Linked DNA regions of Arachis hypogaea: region 1 is linked to region 2. The links are chromatin contacts, called in public Hi-C maps. All regions are on one chromosome and are shown on one strand. The core of a region is the stretch at or near the end of the contact, and the rest is flanking DNA. Distances in the headings are between cores, read along the strand shown. Region 1 has its middle 9.6 kb from the start of LOC112744952. Region 2 holds the start of LOC112744933.

Region 1 (6,834 bases), core at 1,622-4,121, 100 kb before region 2:
TGATTTTATTTTAGAAGTCTTATTTCGTGTTGTTTTAGTATTTTGGTAAAAATTGAACCTTTTTTTAAATATTCTTTTGTCCATTATGATTTTCTTTTAGATAATAATAAAAATCGTAATTATAGTGGTCGTAATGGTGGTTTTAGTGATTTTAGGGTGAAAATGAAACAAAAATAAGATAAATAAAAAGATAATAATAGAGAAAAAATAATATATTTTAAAAAAATAATTTTAAACAGAGGATAAAAATAAAAAAATATTTAGAATAAAAATATAATGTTATAAACATTAGAGATAGAATTAGAATTTAATCAATATATTAAAAATTAAAATAATATTTTATTTTTTTATATAATAAATAAACATAACACAAAAACAGAATACAATTAAAATATTTGTCTAAAATTCAATTCCCATATTAAAATTTCTACATCTCTGCATATATATATATATATATATATATATATATATATATATATATATATATATATATTCTTTTGTATGTTATATGTTACTTTCGCGATTAGGTAAATTGATTCAAAACATTTTTATCGTAAATCTCTCGTAGTAATTAGAATCTCTATTTAATTTTTAAAATTTTTTAATATTACGATTTTAAATGAGTTAATCAATTTTATAAAATTTGTACTAAATTTGACAATTTTACAATTTAAATTTTGTTAAAATTTTACGTTTTACGTACTTAATTTATTTTTTCAATTTCACATAAAATTTTAATTTTTTTCTACTTTACTCCCACTATTAAATTTAATTCAAGCGAATTAAGGCGCATTACCGGTTGAATTATTATTCATTTAAAGGGCTGTATAATAATAATAATAATAATAATAATAATAATAATAATAATAATAATAATAATAAAAAAGTATTGTTTTTGTTCCTAACATTTGAGGTAAATTTTATTTGTGTCCCTAACGTTTAAATCGTCCTATTTGTATCCCTAACGTTTGTAAAAGTGATTCAATGTTATCCTGCCGTCAATTACACATCATGAACGCTTTAGTTTGAGTTTTAAAAATCTATTCTTGAAGTTAGAATACAAATGTCTGGGATAGAATCGATGATCCATTTCGAAAAATAGCTCATCAAAAGTTGAAACTAATTCCTACAACATTTACATAATTCACTTTTCTAGGGACATAATTGAATCTAAACACAAATAGTGGGTATAATATTAAAATCGAACACATCCAAGTGAGACCTAATTGAGAATGAATATATCCAAGTGAGAATAATTGAAAAATATAATCTGAGTTGTTAGTATAATGGATAGTAGGATAACATTGAATCACTTTTATAAACGTTATGGATACAAATAGGACGATTTAAACGTTAGGGATACAAATAGAACTTATCCCAAACGTTGGGGATAAAAACGATACTTTACTCTAATAATAATAATAATAATAATAATAATAGTAATAATAATAATAATAATTTTTCAGTTATAATAGTATTAATTTAATCGTACCGTATGTTTTTTAGTCTGATAAACTGATGTCTTTTTTTTCTCTTACGAAGTAAGGGAGAAGGGAAAAATGTCAATTCATGCTGAGCTCATCATTAGTCACTCTATAACTAATTATATTAGTCTTAAGTACTCGCTCAATATTCCTTCATGATAACTCTTCAAGAAGCGTTAATTTTTATCATATTTAAAGTAATTGATTATTTTAGTTTTGAAGAATTTTTAATAAAATATTTGCCTTATTTTATTTTATTTAGTTTTATTTAATTTAAATTAACTTTTATTCCATTGTTTTCTTTTTTAGTTGTAGGCATAACAAGACAAAAATAAAACTAAAAAACAACAGATATGATAAGTCATTTCTTACTTACTCTCCATGTTATTTTTACTAACTCACTTTATTATAAATTATCATCCATGAAAAAATTTATTATTCTTTCGATCAGTTTATTTTAAAATACTTTTTCATTAAAAATAGAAAGAATGACAACCAAGTAAGGGATAGAACTTCATAACTAATGACACAATGTGCTGATCGTTTGAGCATAAAAAAGCCACGCCAAAAAAAAAAAAAAAAGAAATAGAGGAGAGAAGGGAGGACCTAAAGAAACGCACAAAGAAATAGGAGCATCACAATAACAACTTAGAGTCAAATTCTTGTCAACAATAATCATGTATTTTTTTTTCTCTCAATTTCAATAATAATCTCTATTTCATTTTACTTCATTATGAATTATATTTATTGGACATTGATGTAGCCCATCATGTGAATTGATGTTATTCAATGATTTATGTTATGGATTATATGTTGTGTTTATAAACGAACTTAATGCTTTTAGATGCTTGATTACTATTTAAATGATATGTTGATTTACAATGTACTTGAGAAAGAAATTAGGAATGAAACTACTAATTATAAACACCATAAATTGAGCAAAAATTAGAGATAGTCAAACATGATATACGTGGTTATTATAAAGTTTCACAAAAATATAATCCTATACTCACATAAGTTGTTGCTAAGAAATTAGTACATTTATGAGTTTAAGAGAATTTTTTATCTTGAGAAATTCTAGAAACTACATTAAGAAATTTGACCAATTAGAATTCACAACAAATACATTGAATATCAACAGGGATGGATTCATTCATTACTTAGTGAGGGTAAGTTTTTCCAGTAGAATCTAAAAAATTATTGAATACTTTCTAGTAAAAAAAGGTTAGTTGCCCTCACTCTCGAATCTGAATGTCCTAACCCTTTTCTTTCTCCTCTTTTTTAATTTTTGTCTCAGCCTTTCAGGCTCCAACCCCGTCTCACTGTTACCGGGTCGCCACCCACCTCCTGAGCTGTCCCGCGTCATTGTCGCGGTGTCGCCGACGTTGCTGGCTTGCTACCGTGCAGCCTTCCTCCTTATGCCGCTACTCGCTTGTTCCTTGTTTCTGCATTTCAATTTGTCTCTCGCCAGTTGACTGTCATCGACTCTTGCGATCTTGCCAATCGCCCACAGCCCACTCTATCATCGTCTCTCGCCACTCCACCATTGAGTCATCATCTCTGAGTGTCTCAGCACTCTGTCATCGTCTCTGCGTCTCTGACCTCTCACCTTTCCAGTTTTTAGTAGCTTCAGGCACCGGTGCACCGGCCGCACTCACCTCTTTAGTTTTCAGCTTCTTCTTCTCAAATAGCTGGTACATTCACAAATTCACTAATGACTAATCTGCTTGCTTCATTGCTCTGATTTGGTATTTTACTTAGAAAAATTCGATTTTATCTTATTTAGGAATAAAAATTTGATTTTGATAAAGATGGTGTGAAATTGTGAATTGTGATTTGTATTTGAATAATTGAAACTGTGAAATTGTTGTTGTTTGAATAATTGGATGATTTATGTTTGTGTATATCGACGTATAATTGAATTAAGATATTGCACTTTGATGCTGCTGAAAATTAACTTAAATTATTTTTACAGTGGATCTTCTTATTGGAGATGCTATAAGAGGAGGAACAATGTTGTGCGGTAGTTATTTCTGAGATTCACTGCAACCCATTGGTGGCTTGTGCCTTGGTGTCTCACGGTTTTTGCAGTTGTGTTGTGCAATATCTACATTATTGAATTTCTTTTAACTATCTACATTCTTAATTTGATATTATATTATTGTGTATTTTTTTTGGCTTATAATTTTATATTGTAATTTTAAATTTATATGAAATTGTGAATTATTTTTATTAATCAATTAACTTAGGTTTATAAATTTATTCTTTTAGTAATGGAGAAATATTTCAAAAGAATATTATCTTTGGAGATTGGATCCCAAAATAATTGATCGACCTCTTCTAACAAAAGGAGGTTTTTAAAATTCGAACTAGAGATCTTTATAGCAAATCTAAGACAACGACCAAAGATTTCAAGTTATCATTGAATGACAGAAACAAAGTTACATAGGCATGTTTGCAAAAAGTTTCTTATCAAGCAAGGACTCATGATTTTCTGCAAACTACTTGTGGTTCTTTTTTTCGAAGTTTTAATCCTAATTGGTTTGATGACTATGACAACTGGCTAGAGTACAGTATAACAAAAGATGTTTTTTTTTATCTTTGTTGTTATTTTATGAAACTCGAGAATGAAGGTGGTGATACTTTTGTAACTAATAATTTTTCAAATTTGAAAAAAAAGGAGAGATTACAAACTCATGTTCAGATTCATGATAGCGCCCATAATCAAGTTTGGAGAAAATGTGAAGCACTTATGAAGCCAAAATAACATATCAATGCTGCTATTGAAAACAAATCTAAGCAAGCTAAAAAGAATGATCAAATTCACTTGACAATAACAATTGATTGTATTAGATTTCTTTTACGACAAGGATTGGCCTTTTGTGGTAATGATGAGACTGACGATTTTGTTAATAAAGAAAATTTTTTGCAACTTTTAAACTTTCTTTTGCAACATAATAAAGAGATTGGTCATGCTTTCAAAATGCTTGTGGGAATCTTAAACTAATAGCACTCTCAATTCAAAAAGACATTGTAAGAGCTACTGAAAGTGAAATGACAAAAAAGAACTAGAGACACTAGATGGAATTCACACTATGAAACTATACTTGGATTAATTTTTTTATTTCCTTCCTTCCTTCCGTGGTCAATGTTCTTGAATATGTTGAGGAAGATGGAAATAATTCAGAACAAAGAACTAAAGCATGTCATTTATTGAAAATGATTCGATCCTTTGAATTCATTTTCAATTTGCACTTGATAAAAAATATCTTGTGAGTTACTAATGAGTTATCTCAAGCGTTACACAGGAATAATCAAGACATTGTAAATGCTATGGCATTAGTTAAAGTGTCTAACCAACGGTTACAAAATATAAGAGATGATGGTTGGTCTCTTTTACTTGACGAGGTCTCATTGTTTTATGACAAACATAATATTACTGTTCTAAAAATGGATGATATATTTATGTCATAAGAAAGATTAAAATGCAAAGCTCAAAAATTTCAAATTTTCATTATTTCAAGTTTAGATATTCTATCAAGTAGTTGATAGATAATTTCAAGAACTCAATAATCATTTTACATAGGTGAATACTGAATTGCTTTTTTGTATAGCTTGTCTGAATCCAAGACACTCATTTTTTGCATTTGATAAGGAGAAGTTGATCAAGTTAGCTCAATTCTATCCATTAGAATTTTCTTCCACTCAACTTTTGGCACTTGATATTAGATGTGCATTCTGATGATCAATTCTCAAACTTAAATGAGATTGGTGCTCTTTCTTAGAAATTGGTTGAGAATAAAAAAATATTATTTATCCATTAGTGTTTCTTCTTTTGAAGTTAGCTTTAGTGTTGTCTGTAGCAACTACATCAGTTGAAAGAACTTTCTCCACTATGAAAATCATAAAGATTCGGCTTCGTAACCATATGGGAGATAAATTTTTAAATGATTATTTAGTGACATATACAGAAAGAGAGACATTTGATTGTATTGTCAATAAAATATTATTCAATTTTTTTAAAATATGAAACCCAAAAGAATGAAATTTTAAATTATTTGTTATTATTTTAAATTATTATTTTATTATTTTAATTTGTTTGTTAAATAATTTGAAGAGTAATCATATTTTATAATACCATAGTACAATTATAGAAATTATTAGTATATTATGTATATTTTGCCCCCACTGACAAAATTTTATGGATCCGTCATTTACTGGTAATAATGATGGGTTCTTGAGGCATCCGAGGGATGCTGAAGCATGGAAAAAATTTGATGCAAAGGATCCATATTTTCCTAACAATCTGCGCAGTGTTCGTTTAGCTTTAGCTAGTGACGGATTTAATCTTTTTGAAAATATGAGTATGAAGTATTCCATTTGGCCTGTGATTCTTATCCATACAATCTTTCTCCATGGCTTTGCATGAAACATACTTCTTTTATTCTATTTATGATTATTCCTGGTCCCAAAATGCCTAGTAATGACATAAATGTTTATTTGGAGCCGTTGGTGGATGAGTTGAAGTAACTGTGGGATGACGTTGAAACTTATGATGCTAACAAGGAAAACACTTTCAAGATGTGTGTGACACTAATGTGAACTATTAGTGACTTCCCAAGGTTGGGAATTTATCTGGGTGGAATACGTACAGTGGGTTAACATGTCCTACATGTAACATGGACGGTAAGGCTCAGCGGCTGACATTCAGTCAAAAATAGTGTTTCATAGGCCATCACCACTTTTTGAATCAGGGTCATAAATATAGACTAGATCGAAATAGATTTGATGGGCAAGTCGAAAGCAGAGATCCACCAAAATTATCTGGAATAGATGTATTGAGACAACAGTCTAACATGCAGGTTTTATTTGGAAAGAATTCAACTATGACAGCCAAAAAAAGACGTAGTGATCAAAATGAATCGCATTGGAAAAAGAAGCGTGTGTTCTTTGACCTCCCGTACTGGGATGATCACTTGTTACGTCATAACCTTGATGTGATGCATATAGAGAAAAATGTTTGTGGCGATGTGGTCTTCAATATCTTAAACGATAACACCAAATCAAAAAACAATCTTAAAACTAAAGATTTATAATGCACGGGCATAAGGCCTGAATTGTGGCCAGCGAAGGTGGTAAATATTCTTCTGCAATATTTACAATGTCAAATCCACATAGGGATGTATTCCTGAAGCTACATAATGTGGTCTTTCTAGATGGTTACTCTAGCAATATTTCTCATTGTGTTAACTTGTGACAGTGCAAGTTGTCTGGGTTGAAAAGTCACGACTTTCATATTCTAATGGAATAATTACTTCAGATTTTGGTGAAGAATGTACTGTCGATCCGA
Region 2 (6,807 bases), core at 455-2,954:
AACAGTTATCTAGTAATATTTAAAAGTATGGCCTAACAATATATTATTAGATTATTAGAATAAAAAATTAGACTAATAACTAAAGTACTGGTTAAAAATAATAAATTTTGTTGGACTTTGAACTTTTTTCATACTTACTTACTTGCATTAAATATCCAACCCTTGAACCCAAATGTATATAATGGACATGAGAAAGTCTAGGAGATCAACTATATGTACGGTCAACTTGAATAAATTTTTAAAAATTAAAAAAATCTTATTTTAAAAGAAGTCCCAACAAAAATAAAAATAAAAAAATACCCAAAGAGTCAATCTAATTTCATGCTCACACACATTCACAGTACACAATAGAAAAAATAACCACACAAACCCTTATTTTTCTCTTTATCCACGTCCGCACCCCACCTAACGCCATCGATCACCGCCGCACGTAGTCCCTTTCCTTCCCGAAATCAGCATTGCTGACCGCCACCATACATAGCGTCATCTTCTATTCCCGAAACCAGTGCCCCAACCACCGCAACAAACATGCATCTCTCCATTAGCCAATATAGCACCGTGGGGCACCACCATAAGCTTCCTTTGCATCCGCAGCCGCGTTCACGTCACGCCGTCCCTTTGCAGCCGTGGTAGGAATGTAGCCCCCTGTTGCAATTGTAGCATCACAAACCACCGCTGCACCCTCCTTTCGAGTACACCGCCGACTGCACGCACCAGTATCCCTCCGAGAACAGAGACTTTCCGTTCGCGAAAACACTACCACCACACCCTCCCCTTGCAACCGCATCGTATCATGCCACCGAGGAGGCCTCCACACGTCCGCTTCCATTGTCCTGCCAAGGGTTGCGACAGAATGACTAGTGAGGAAGAAGGAGGTTGCGTCGCTCTTGTTCTTCTTCTTGTAGTTGTTCTTCTTCTTGATTTTGGATGATTTTTTTTATTAGTTTTGGATGTTAAATTTTAGATTTTTTTCTTATATTTTGGATGTTTCTTTTTTTTTGGATTTTGGATGTTTTTTAAATATTTTTAGATGTTTCTTGTTTAATGTTCAGATTTTTTTCAATTTTTTGTTATTTTTTGAATTTTTAAATAATTTTAAATATTTCGTTTTTATTAGGTTTTGGATATTTTTTGTTACGTTTCAAATGTTTCTTTCTATTAAAATTTTTTAAAAGAATTTTAGAATTTTTAAACTGAATTTTTAAAATAATTTTAGATGTCTGTTATTATTTGATTTTAAATATTTGTTTTTAGATTTTGATTTTTTATTAAAATTTAAATATTTTTCATAATAATTTAAATTGACATCCTCTTTAAAAAAAAGTGGTAATTGATTATGGTGAAAATTTAGGTGCAGTCGACTTCACGTGAAGTTGATAGTTGAGAGCTGTTAGATGAAAATTTAGTCAAATCAATCAAATCATTTAATTAACGGCTCTCCACTATCAACTTCACGTGAAATAAAACGACTGTACCTAAGTTTTCACTGTTGATTATAGATTTTTTTTTTTGGTAATTAAAACGGGCCTAAAACCCCAGGTAATTGATTATAGTTGACTGTACCTTTATTACCACCATTGATTGGATATAGTGCATGGAAAAAGTCCCCCTCTATCTTTACCTCTCTAGTCTGCTCACATGCAGAAACAATCCCCCACAAAGAAAGCCCTATTGAAAGCCCAATTTAGATGTCCTTAAATTTCATCCAATCAGCAAACATTCTATTTCACAAATAAAAAACGAACAGGGCAGGAAAAAGGAGAGCATTATCGTCTGAAGCAAAGAAGCCTCTGCACCCACTGACGGCAACAGCTCGACAAAGGGCCGACCCCTGTCACAAGTGGAAACGACGCCGCGGTTAACTCACTCAGGTTTGTTTCCCTTTTTTTTTTCATCTTTTTTATTTTATTTTTTTTTAAATTGTGTCGTTCCTGGTGCTATGTTCTTGCATTTTATACACCATTGCTATGTTTTTCCTGAATGTGTTGGATGTTAGTGATGCATTGGGCTTGAGGGATTGATAAGTGATTAGAATTCGAAATTGCCAACAAGAAAATTTTCCATGCTTCGCTATAGGTAGGGCTGGTTGATATCTGATTACTCGTTAGTGTGTTAAGCCCGCCAATGGTGAATACTTTTAGGTTGTTGGATTTGATCAGCAGTTGATGATAGATTAGTCGAGGTTTCATATCGTGTGTTACATTGCTTTAGCTTGGATATGAATATCATTATATAAACAGTTACAACTGGGTGCCATTGTTAAGTATTTACCTTGATGTCACAGTGGCAAGTTTCTGCATGTTATTTGGATGTCGTAGTTACGGATATTGGATGTTATTTGTTCATTATGTTTCCATTAGTGTATTTAATGGTGAACCTATTAGTAATTTGAAGATTTTGCTATTTCACATGTATTATTTTAGAAAGCTTCCTGTGCTATTTCACATGCTCCATTATCATGCCACAGATACTAGAACCTTCTTTTTTTCTTTCATATGCCATGCGGCTGCAATGGCATAACCTAAAACATTTTCAATGGAGTAACCTAAAGCAACCCAAACGAAGCAACAAAGAATATGTTATTAGTTTGTATTATTTCTTGTAAAAATAAGTTTTCGTTTGTGAGTGATTACTGTTGTTTCTGCAAAGATTTGACTATGTTCTTATTTACCGTTTAACTCCACCCACTTATTTTCGGTTCTGCACCATGAGTTTCGGGTGTTTTGAATGGAATGGGTACCAATGGCTTGGTACATTTGGTGGGCCTTCTTATTGCATTTAGGTTTAACTCTGAGGATTCTATTGTTGATAGATTGTTAAGAAACATGGGGCATGCTCGAACTCTGAATTGAGGCATTTCCTCCACCTAAATCTGTTGTCCTGAAGAATTTTTGGATGGTTGGTTTATGATGAATGGATATATGGGAAACACGCCATAGTTTATTGAAAGAAGTATGAAGTTCTACTAGGTCTAAATATCATTTGAAAATTTTTGCAGATTGTGAGTGGGTGCAGCACCGAGAAATTTTTGAAGGTTGGGGCTGTTCTCTTCTTCCACTAAGAAGGAGGAATCACGTAGCTTAGCTGTGATGGTTGCAAATCGCTATCTTCCTCCTTGGTTTAGGTGAGTTTGCTGTTTATCTAAGCTTTCTTTCTATTTCTCCTTTGCTTGATAAATGATGTCAATCTGGTTTTTTTTCCTTGGATTTCAGTGTTGCTCCAATGATGGACTGGACAGACCATCACTATAGGACTCTTGCACGTCTCATATCAAAACATTCTTGGCTTTACACAGAAATGCTTGCAGCTGAAACAATTGTTTATCAAAAGGGAAATCTGGTAAGTTTATAAAGATAAGTCCTGGGTCCCTCCTAGCATGAATAACAAGTTATCATAATTTCTAAGGGGAAAGGTCTCTTGAAATCTTAAGATATTACCTACGCAGACAAATTTCTTTATCTTGAACATGCCTCATCATACAAGACCTATTCAGATTTGAAGCATAATTGACACATAGGCCCATTCTATGTTGCCCTAAATTGGCATAAGAGTTCTTGAAGCTGCCATTTGGTGGGATTTGGGGGAAGTAAAAATATATGAAGTTAGCAATCCTGCACTTGCAAGTAGAAAGAGTGTCCTTGACTGTTCTTACTTCTTAGTGTTTGGACCCATGACCTTCAATTGTTTCTGTCACAAGGTAACAATCTTACTAGTGTGTCTGGGGTTCACTCTCTTCCTTATTTTAAAATTAACTGATTATTTAAGTTCTTATGGTGGCATGAGGTGAAAATTGGACGTAACATCGCACTAAGCTCTCGAGATTTAAGTATTCTTGTTTAAATTGCCGAGTAATAGAGAGATAGATGGAGATGACCATAGGATTCAAGTTAGGTGGTCACTGTGGAAGAGTGTTTGGGGTTTTGTTGCGATAAAAAAGTGCCACTAAAGCTTATTGGTAAATTTTACCACACAACTATTAGACTGGCAAAGTTGTATGAGACTAAATGTTAGACGGTAAAATGCCAATAGGAACTTAAGCTTAATGTTGTAATTATTAATGAATGCATTAGAATCTCATGTTAAGTGGTTTAAACATGTTGGAGAAAGCTTCAAGAGGCTCTAGTTAGAAGAGTGGATAAGATACTGCAATGAGATAAAATATAAATGTTTTAAACATGTATGTGATCTGTGATAGGCCATTATGTTGTTGCTGCAATGAAATAAAATATATTGCTTACCCAGTATGGATTGTTTTTTCTAGTTGAAGGCTTTGATTATATCTATGCTGTGGGCATATATGTGTGTATATGAACACAAACTAACAAAAGGGTGTTGAATAAATTGGTGCTGAAAAACCATTGATTCTTTTTATATGTTGTCAGGACAGGTTCTTGGCATATTCTCCAGATCAACATCCAATTGTGCTGCAAATTGGAGGAAGTAATTTGGATAATTTAGCAAAAGCAACCGAACTTGCTAGTGCTTATTGCTATGATGAGATCAACTTCAAGTCTGTTCTTATCACCTTAAATCTCAGAGCTTTATTGTTGTCTTTATCTCTAACAAAATGAATTTATTACTTTCAATGCATATCAGTTGTGGATGCCCTAGTCCAAGAGTAGCTGGGCGTGGATGCTTTGGTGTACGTCTTATGCTTGACCCAAAGGTTAGAAAAATCATCCTTGATTAAGGTTACATATAAACATCTTTGTCTTATCTGCATTAATATAGAAATTTAATGCATACAAGGAAAGTTTGTTGCTGAGGCTATTTCAGTAATGGCTGCCAATACAAATGTACCAGTTACTGTCAAGTGTCGAATCGGCGTGGACAATCATGATTCTTACAATGAGTTGTGTAAGGTCCTTCTTTGTTCATTTTTCTCTATTCATATTGAAAGAATGAAATGTTATGAATTTTTGAAACAGAATTCATCATAGTGAAGGGAAGGTTGCCCCTGTTCAGTGTCAAGGCATGGCAAAACCGCAAAAGCCATTTTGTTGTGGTTATTTGCATTAATGCATTTTGATCCTCCATTGAGCCTACTTTCCAAGTTATTAGATTTATGTTAGTATGGCTGCACTGTTTTCAATCTGCTGCATTTTATAAGCATTTTAAATTATGCTGTGCTAAAACATGTGTTGCTTTTGTCCAATTGATTAGGTACATGGGGAATTCTATCTTTTTCACCCTTATTTTGATAAGTAGGTACATTGGGGATTCTTATCCTCGCAAAACCCTTGGATTTACTACTATAACATTGAAATTACTATTTATTAATTGAAAGCAAATAGTGACCTTCTGCTAGGATCTTAGAATGAAGATATCATGTTTGTTTCCGTAACAATCGGGTTGCAGTTAGTAGCTAACTGTTAATGGAAAAACAAATAACATATCTAGAGAATATATGATTATTAAGTATTTAGCAGGAAACATTTTTATGTAGTAAAGGAACTTACGAGCATCAGTGTTTTCCCCATTTGCGAATACCAATGAAAATAAGGACTTTAAGTTATCATATATTTCTATGTCTTATATAAGTTTTGAAAAGATTTCCCCCCTCTTTTATAGAAAAATAATTTTATTGAAAGGAAAGAGGGAAAGTACAGGCAAAAGGCAAATAAGAATGCTCCATAGCAGAAGCAAACCAGATTAAGGGGAAAAGTTGAAAAGAGCATCAACATGCCTATTCTCTAAAGTGTGACCTGGCAACTCCTTTTAAGTATTTATTATCAAAGCACCATATAGAGGTCAAGAACAGAGTCTTATTAAATTGATTGCCATAGAAACATCTTATAATATATATCATGAGGGAAGCACATTGATTATTTCTCTTTGCATCAATAAATACCAAATCTGTTGTTGAATCCTATAATCACAGTTGCAATTATTCCCAAAAGAATCATATTCTACTCCTCGACTTCTCAGCTGTCACCAAATTGTGATGCCACCAACCTATACAAATAATAGGAAACTGAAAATGAAGCAGGGTTGCAAAATTTAGAAGCTGATGTCAGTTCTGCATAAACCTCTTTTTAGGTCATAATTCTTATTACACAAATAAATGACAAGGAGAAATATTTTTACACAATTGTCCCTGGCATTGAAGCTTGCTTACTGTTGCACTAGCCCTTGTTGGTTAATATAATAATGACTTCCTAATCTATTTTGTCAAGGAGAAATCCTTAATTAATGATTTCTTTGAATTATTTTTGTCTTTCTTTCTTGAGATGTAGGAATTCAATGACTGTTTTCCTTGACTTTGGTTGTTGTAATGAGATTGATATTTTCTGGATGCAATAAAACCTTATTGGAATTCTATCCTACATTAATATGGATGTGATTTATATGTCAGTTTTTATACCTTAGTTTTGTGTTCAGTTTTAATTGTAGTAAACAGTGTTCCGAGGTCTTTTATGGCTATCTCTTCTGGTTTATTTTAAATTTGGTGTGTTATAAATCTGTTCCACACATTCCATGGTAAATCTATATTATATACTTTCTTTAGATATCTTTAGCTAGTGTGTGGTTTGTCCCAAAACTTTGGACTTACTTTGTCCTGTTCTATTTTTCTTGGCTTTGGGAAAAGGGTAGAAGTGAAATCATTGTGACATGTCATTACATGGCACTATTGTTTACTTCAGTTGGAGCATAATTTTCATATATATAGCAACAGAATTTTCCACTACCAAGTCTTGTATAATATGTATACACGTTTGGCATCTTTGTGCTGTGAAGATTATAACCCTTTTGTACGAAGTATGCTTGATTTATTGGAGGGATAATTATTTTATTTTTTTGCTATTA

What was found. A called contact is a pair of places that touch in the nucleus more often than the background predicts.
Region 1: a Hi-C map of leaf shows a contact between it and region 2, with 3 times the contacts expected there. The contact joins the enhancer-like site here to the promoter of LOC112744933 in region 2. A contact is called at or near these places in 3 of 8 Hi-C or Micro-C datasets (all in leaf).

The regions. Positions count from the first base shown.
Region 1 is chr2:58,924,223-58,931,056 of arahy.Tifrunner.gnm2.J5K5, reverse strand. No RefSeq gene overlaps it. Among protein-coding and RNA genes, the nearest start is that of LOC112744952, 9.6 kb to the left of the region's middle. Within about 2 kb of position 2,871, at least 1 of the 3 cell types and tissues checked has open chromatin away from gene starts, as enhancers often do.
Region 2 is chr2:58,819,230-58,826,036 of arahy.Tifrunner.gnm2.J5K5, reverse strand. LOC112744933 reads left to right here and starts at 1,704. Exons shown (of 13, transcript XM_025794714.3): 1 at 1,704-1,871; 2 at 2,999-3,124; 3 at 3,213-3,339; 4 at 4,383-4,510; 5 at 4,597-4,666; 6 at 4,755-4,857. The coding sequence starts at 3,090.